2 separate regions of the Rattus norvegicus genome follow, and region 1 is linked to region 2. A link is a contact called in public Hi-C data. All regions are on one chromosome and are shown on one strand. Each heading gives the region's core, a stretch centred on a gene start, on an enhancer-like site or on the middle of the called end of the contact. The rest is flanking DNA. Distances are from core to core; before and after follow the strand shown. Region 1 holds the start of Cops8 (COP9 signalosome subunit 8). Region 2 overlaps Iqca1 (IQ motif containing with AAA domain 1).

What was found. Hi-C and Micro-C count contacts between places; a contact is called where the count stands out from the background.
Region 1: a Hi-C map of Schwann cells shows a contact between it and region 2, with 4 times the contacts expected there. The contact joins the promoter of Cops8 here to the enhancer-like site in region 2. A contact is called at or near these places in 10 of 12 Hi-C or Micro-C datasets (the A7r5 cell line, the Rat2 cell line, Schwann cells and 6 more) and 1 of 1 datasets of contacts at active chromatin or transcription factors (oligodendrocytes).

What each region holds. Positions count from the first base shown.
Region 1 is chr9:98,653,492-98,656,987 of GRCr8, reverse strand. It overlaps Cops8 (COP9 signalosome subunit 8), which reads right to left and starts at 1,957. Exons shown (of 8, transcript NM_001013227.2): 1 at 1,830-1,957; 2 at 889-959. The coding sequence starts at 1,907.
Region 2 is chr9:98,084,088-98,087,596 of GRCr8, reverse strand. Iqca1 (IQ motif containing with AAA domain 1) reads left to right here. Exons shown (of 19, transcript XM_017596905.3): 16 at 786-872. LOC102554789 (a long non-coding RNA gene) reads right to left here. Exons shown (of 7, transcript XR_010054860.1): 6 at 1,866-2,000. Among named protein-coding and RNA genes, the nearest start is that of Asb18, 42 kb to the right of the region's middle. Within about 2 kb of position 1,751, at least 6 of the 93 cell types and tissues checked have an H3K27ac peak or open chromatin away from gene starts, as enhancers often do. A contact at or near this core is called in Schwann cells, where this site is marked.

The DNA.
Region 1 (3,496 bases), core at 708-3,207, 570 kb before region 2:
AATTTGTTGAGGAAAAGCGGTTTTCCAGAAAAAAGGACATGAAATAACTTTTATTCAGGGTAATTTTTTTCATTTTTTTTGCTGAATTTTTAAAAATTAACAATTCAGATCCTAAACTACAGCAACAGATTTAAACCACGGACTTAGATACAAATGTGTCCATTTAAAGGCTCTGAGTGTCCCTCTCAATATATGTGTTATATTTTTGGAGCCATTCTCCTACTGAGTGCAAAGGGGTTGGAACAATCATAGGACACATGATCACAAAGCAGAAATAACTCATGTATGTATAATGAAGAAACTGAGCTTAGTTTCTGTAAAAAATATCACAACGGGTTGTTCGGAACCACACCAGGCCTCTATTCTCTAGCCCTCTCAAGCTTCTGCTTCCCACCCAGGAAGACTAATTCAAACATATCTAATCCTTCCTGGCTCTCCCAGTGTTCCCTGCCAGCTCCAGCTTCTTCGCTTCTACTGAGTACAAATTTGCTTTGCTTTGCTTATTTGATTTTTTGAGGCAGGATTTCTCTACGTAGTCCTGGCTGTACTAGAGCTGGATCTGCAGACCAGACCGACCTCCAACTCAGAGAGCAGCCTGCCTCGGGCTCCCAAGTGTGGGGAATTAAAGACATGCACGACCACCACACAGTCTCTGAGTAAACATAAGTTAAAAAATAAACACCATTGTTTTTATGTTCCATTGGTTCGTGATGCTAGATTCTCAAAAAAACTTACCATGTTTTTTAGGGGTATATAAAACACACACAACAACAACAAAGAAAAATCTAGCTTAATTATTCATGTGACTGAACAAGAAACAGATACAACATATTATGGTAAAGGTAACCTATCTGTTACTGCATTATCAGTGCAAAAGGCACTACTTACATGTCGTTCTGCAGCAAATACAAAGCGAGAAGCTGACCATACACTGGCGGCGTGGCGATTCCTCCAGGAGCCTACATAAACAAAGGGGGGGGGGGTGGGCACCTTATTTCCCAAAAACGTTCAGAAAAAAGAAAATTAAAACTTAAAAAGTAAGTTTTCTAGTACTACAGATGCAGACAAATGCTGAGGGAAGTACCACAGATGAAAATCTGAGCTTAGATGTTGTGAGCTGTTATTGATCCCCAGTGAGCTATCAGTTTCTTTCCATATTCACAAATATGTAATGCCATCACCTGCTGAAATTCCTCAGCCCCTCAGCCGCCTCCAGCACCTAACTGTCCAGCTGGGAACAGGCCAGTCCACACCAGCACGGCAAGCCTCATAAAACCATCATTACATGCACAAGATTTCTGAACCACCCCGTTATTGAACTAATTAGTCTCAAATTTAAAAAAAAGTAAGAAATACTTCCAACAGGTTCTTAATGCACTATTTCTCTGCCCGTTATTTTAAAAGGTTAAGTAAGATTAAAACAGAAGACTACCAACGGGTAGTTATGGAGGTCTCTGCTCAATCTTTATTCGTTCAACATGGTCTGCGGTCTGCTAAATGCTCATCGACAAGCTGCTGCTGTCCCCTTCAGTCGGTGAGCCCCCTGCTCTCCCTTTTATTTTTTGTTTTGATTTTTCGTAGCCCAAGCAGGCATCGAATTTACCAGCAATCCTCCTGCCTCCGCCTCACGTGTGCCCACGGGATTCCTGTGACACTGCACCCAGCTTATTTAGTGAACTTTTTATCTTAACATTATAAATGGAAGTGTCTCCTGATTATAGCCAGAAACTGGGGCTTGATGAACCCGGACTGTGCTCCTAGCAGGCCGCGGCCTGGCCCGTTACCCTGGAAACGGGCGCCCACCCGACCGCCGCACTTTGCCGCACTACCTCAAGCTCCTGGTTCTCGCACTGATCCAACAGCTTTCTGAAACTGAAGGCGTTGTCCGCCATCACCGCCACTGGCATCTTCCCGGCCGCTCTCGCCGCCGCCACCCCGCCTGACCAAAGCACAAGCTGGCCCTCGGGGCGTCGCGCCCTCGATGACGTAAGAAGCTGGCTCTCCGTACGCATGCGCAAATGTGTCGTCATTTCCTAAGCGACGCCGTGGCTGAGAAGCAGGGCAGCGAGCGCTCTGCCCCGCCACCTCGGTGCTCTGGAGGACCTGCTCCAGACTTGGAGGAACCGGCTTTCTAAGACAGGCCACTGTCACTGGGAGGGGCTTGGCTGCGGCTTGGATTCTCCGCCCAAGGAAGGAAGTGATAGTGGGACTGCATCTTTCACAGCCACAGTCGCCGTGGGAGAAAAGTAAAACCATTGGACCTCCACGTGTTTTGAGAACGCTGAACTGTACTTCTAAGCTAAGGTGTTAAAGAGGAAACTCTAAACCCGAAACTCTTCTTGGCTTGTGCTATACACACATCCCTTTTCTAACAATGCACTTGGCAGCCTGAGGATCTCACCTACACCTACTATTCACACACACACACACACACACACACACACACACACACACACACACACACACACACACCTCCTTTTCCGAACAACTAACACACACACACACCTCCTTTTCCGAAAATTCACCTAGCAACTGTCAGAAAACCAGGACCCCTGTCCACAACCTGTGTGGAGCTTGCAGGCACATCCTCTCCAAGTAATGGGATAAGTTTCTCCTCTCTCTACTGACCTTCAAACAGATTCTATTCACTGATACTTCAGTTATGTACAGTATGAGGGCAGGAGGTCTGATCTAACCTGAATTGGTTTTAGGTGACTGCCCAGGAAGGTAAATCATGTCTTCTAAGTGAATTTGCTAGGAGAAACTCCTATTTACCGTCTTGATTGTGCATGCTTGGGAATGCATTTGATTAAAATCAAATACATTATGGGAAGAGATATATACAATGGAAAAAGGGAGGTAACATAGCTAAAATCTTGCAATCATAACAGAGTGCAATGCCTCTTAGCAATCAGACTCCTTCTTGAACTCCATAAAAGCCCCGAACAGTAATTGGGACTCTAGTATGCTAGCTCAAGTGGCCAACTGTCACTCATGACAACGTATTTCTTTCTAATCTGTAGTATGGCTTTGCTTTTGCATAAGGTTTCCTTGCTACTTTGCATATCTGGGTGCCTGAATTTCAGTTCCGGGCATGAGAGGTAAAAACACCTAGCCCATACCCTGACCATTCCTCAGACATGGGAAGCGGATACCAACCAATGGTACGGATACCAACAACTGCCCCTTTGCTGTCTTCTTGGGCAGAACTGGAGATTGGAACACAGGCTTTGTGCATAGTTTTAACACTGAGCTGTACCTCCAGGTCTCCTTTTACTTACTGAAGACAAAGTCTTACTAAGTTGCGCAGGCTGGCCTTGAAGTTTTGGAAAAGCTCCAAGCCTAACTCTCACTTCTCTCTTTCTACCTGCCTCAGTCTCAGTAGACCCCAGCACCATGTTACCACCTGTGTATGTCTCATGCACACACACACATACACACTAGAGGTGAGTGAAGTCTCTCTAGCTTGAGCCACTGGTGTGCCTGACCTTTCCTG
Region 2 (3,509 bases), core at 502-3,001:
GCATGTGACCCAGGTGTTGGACAGAGCTCAATCAATGTCTTCTTTGTCTCTGAGATATGTAATCTATTTTCTCACTTGGCACATAAAGCAAGGGAAACACACTTGGCCATCCTCCCCTAATTTCTATCAGTCGGCGAGTAAATAACGTTGCCCTAACAAGAAGCATATAAATATGAGCTCCTAACACTGGCCACACACTGCAGCCGATGTCGCCTTTACCCGCCACGGTTTCTCACAAAGTGCAAACTGCTGCAAAATACTTGAACTCCACTACTGGGTGGGTGCTTTGAAGAGATTGTTAGGCGTGTGGCAATTATTCACATGCCTTGGTTAAGTCCAGTCCCAACTCTGCCATGAATCCCTGCTCGCTCTAGAAAGGCCCGGAGCCACCATCCTGCAGGGGGGTCTCAGTCACAAAGGCACCAGTGAACAGAGACATACAAATAGCATCACGGGAGCCTGTGATGAAACTGTCTTCTCATAGCAAGCACCTGGGAATGTGAGTGGCCCGTGATTAAAGCACGTGGCGTGGGTCCCATTCGCTTTCAGCCGAGAACCAGGGGCCTATGACAAACCAAGCCAGGCAGGGGCTCTGGGCTCTGATACAGGAATGTGTCCATTAGGACGGGCCTACAGTGGCAAAGTGCATGGGTGATAGCCTCGATGAGGCAGGTGACATCGAGGGCCTGCCTTCCTCAAGGTGTGCCAGTCACGCTTCAAGGGAAGAGGACAAGTGTCCCTCAGGAAGAAGCGTTCACCTCGAGGCTGGCTCTTGTCCTCTGCAGGTAGCTCGCCAGCTTCAGCCGTCCGTGGTGTGGATCCAGGACACAGAGAAAACCTTCTACAAGAAAGTCCCGCAGGCCGAGAAACGGGTGAGTCCTCCTGGCTGCTTAGTTTTCATTCCCGACGGCTCCCCTCACAAGGGGACATCTCCACTTTTGAAGAAAGTCTTAGTTTTCCAAGGAGACGCGGGGGCTTTAAGTCCCTCCACAGAAGACTCTCTCCGTAAGTGCTTGTCAGGGTTTGAAAGAAGCCAGCGCCTTGAATTTTATGAGGCATAATTTGGAAGGGGAAAAAAATGCCAGAGAAAGGGAAGGAGGGAAGCCAAACATGATTCAGAAGAAAGAAACAATTCAGAGAACTTTGCTCAGTTACAGCCAGAGGCGCACACAGAGTTATTATTACCACTTCCTATTGTTCAGAATAATAAATAGCAAAGGGCCCGAAATTCTCGAACAAAGGCCATCAACAACACAGCTAAGTGCCCTGCGTCCAGAGCCTCTGGGGAGCTCCGTCTCAATTGCTTCCTTCCTCCGTTTCTCTCCTTTCAATGGCCCCTCCCCCACACTTCCCCCCACAAATCACCAGAAAATTTCCCACAAGTTTAAAAAAAAAAATCACAGATACACAGGCTTGTTATTCCACACCAATTTGTACCAAAGCAAATAGTGGTTAGCTGCAGATTTCTGATTAAATCGGTAAGGATTTTAATCACTTATGTATTATACATTTTCAGCAGGTAGAGGTGATTTGGGTAAAGCCTGAAACTCAATCTTTGCTTCTCCAAATGAGCCCTGATTGCCCTGTCATTTCAAACCCTCTTAGGAAGACTCGTTTGTTACATATAGTTCATCTGGGAAGCCAGTGTTAGCGCCCTCTACTGACCATGTTGAGACATTGGGGGGGGAAGTCCCAGTCTGCCTTCCAAAGAGCAGCCCAGGGCTGGGCTTAGCCAGGGTTCTCACACATGATGTCGTCAGAATGTGGATTGCTAACAGACAAGGCGATTCACTGTCCCACAGGACTCCAGCCTGGGTGATGTGAAACTCAGGAGGCCTGGGCTGCAGGCCGGCTGTGCCACTCACCTTAGCTGGCTGTGCGTTTGTCATCAAACTCGACCCCTCTCAGTCTCTACTTATTTAGTCATCAGCCAGAAGAACCTCTGAGTTCAGGAAATTTGTCTGGCTTCCTCTTCCAAGAGCCCTTAGCTCTACAGCAACCTAAGTCCAAAAAAAAAAAAAAATCTTTAAAAAATCTGAGGAACACGATAAAAGAGAGATCCAAAGGCGAGTGGGCAGCCGCAGCAAGTGAGATGCCTCACACGGGGAAGCAGCCAGGCAGGAAGCTGGTAGAGATGGAGAAGTCAGTGGTACAGATGAGCCACCTCTCCAGACCCCACAACCGCCACCCACAGCTGGCTCTGTTCTGTAGAGCATGGAAGGTTCTGGAGGCACAGCCTTACTGTGGACAAATTAAATGTTTGCTCTGTTCACATCGTGGTTAGAAGAACCTTTCCTGTCAGAGGAAAGACCACAAATCACACAGGCTGGAAGAGCCTTAATGCAGAGGGGACTTTTCCTTCAGATGCAGGTCTGCAGATGAAAAGCTCTGGAATTCTTCCCCTCCTCTTCCTCCTCCCCCCCCTCCTCTTCCTCTTCCTTCCCCTCCTCTTCCTCCTCCTCCCCCTCCTCTTCCTCCCCCTCCCCCTCCCCCTCCTCTTTCCCCTCCTCTTCCTCCTTCTCCCCCTCCTCTTCCTCCTCCTTCCCCTCCTCTTTCTCCTTCTCCCCCTCCTCTTCCTCCTCCTTCCCCTCCTCTTCCTCTTCTTCCTCTTCCTCCTCTTCTTCCTCTTCCTCCTCTTCTTCCTCTTCCTCCTCTTCTTCCTCTTCCTCCTCCTCCTCTTCCTCTTCTTCCTCTTCCTCCTCTTCTTCCTCTTCTTCCTCTTCCTCCTCTTCTTCCTCTTCCTCCTCTTCTTCCTCTTCCTCCTCTTCCTCCTCCTCTTCTTCCTCTTCCTCCTCTTCTTCCTCTTCCTCCTCTTCCTCCTCCTCTTCTTCCTCTTCCTCCTCTTCCTCCTCCTCTTCTTCTTCCTCTTCCTCCTCTTCCTCCTCCTCTTCTTCCTCTTCCTCCTCTTCCTCCTCTTCCTCCTCTTCCTCCTCCTCTTCTTCTTCCTCTTCCTCCTCCTCTTCCTCTTCCTCTTCCTCCTCTTCTTCCTCCTCTTCTTCCTCCTGCTGCTCATTCCTGTTTCTCCATGTCAGCCCAGCCACCTCAGAATTTTCAGAAAAGTCCAGTGTTGGGGGTGCAGGGATCCACACCCCCAGCTCTACCCTGGCAGACCCTCGCAGGTGCCTGCCTCATGGTGTTGCTATAAGCAGCCGGTCAGTCACGTCAGAGACGAAGGTAATGACTGAGACAAGGGCGCCTGCTCCTGCATTTACTGCACCATTACCCTTTGTTACTTCATCTAGCCCAGGCCTTCCCTGCTGCCACAATAGGTCTCCACCGGGGAATTGCTTGCTTTGTTGGCGCTGGCTGCGATGCTCATTTTGTGGAGCTAACTGCAGAAAAGCAAATTGAAATTGCCGTGTGGATGCTAGCCACTAATTTGAAATTGCACACGGTAATACAGTCGTGAGAGACTGACAGGCCAGCCGTGGGGGGTGGCGGATGTGGAGGTGGCCAGCTAATCAGGAGCTGTTTCCCAGCGTGATTGATGAGCAGGCCCGTGCTGAATG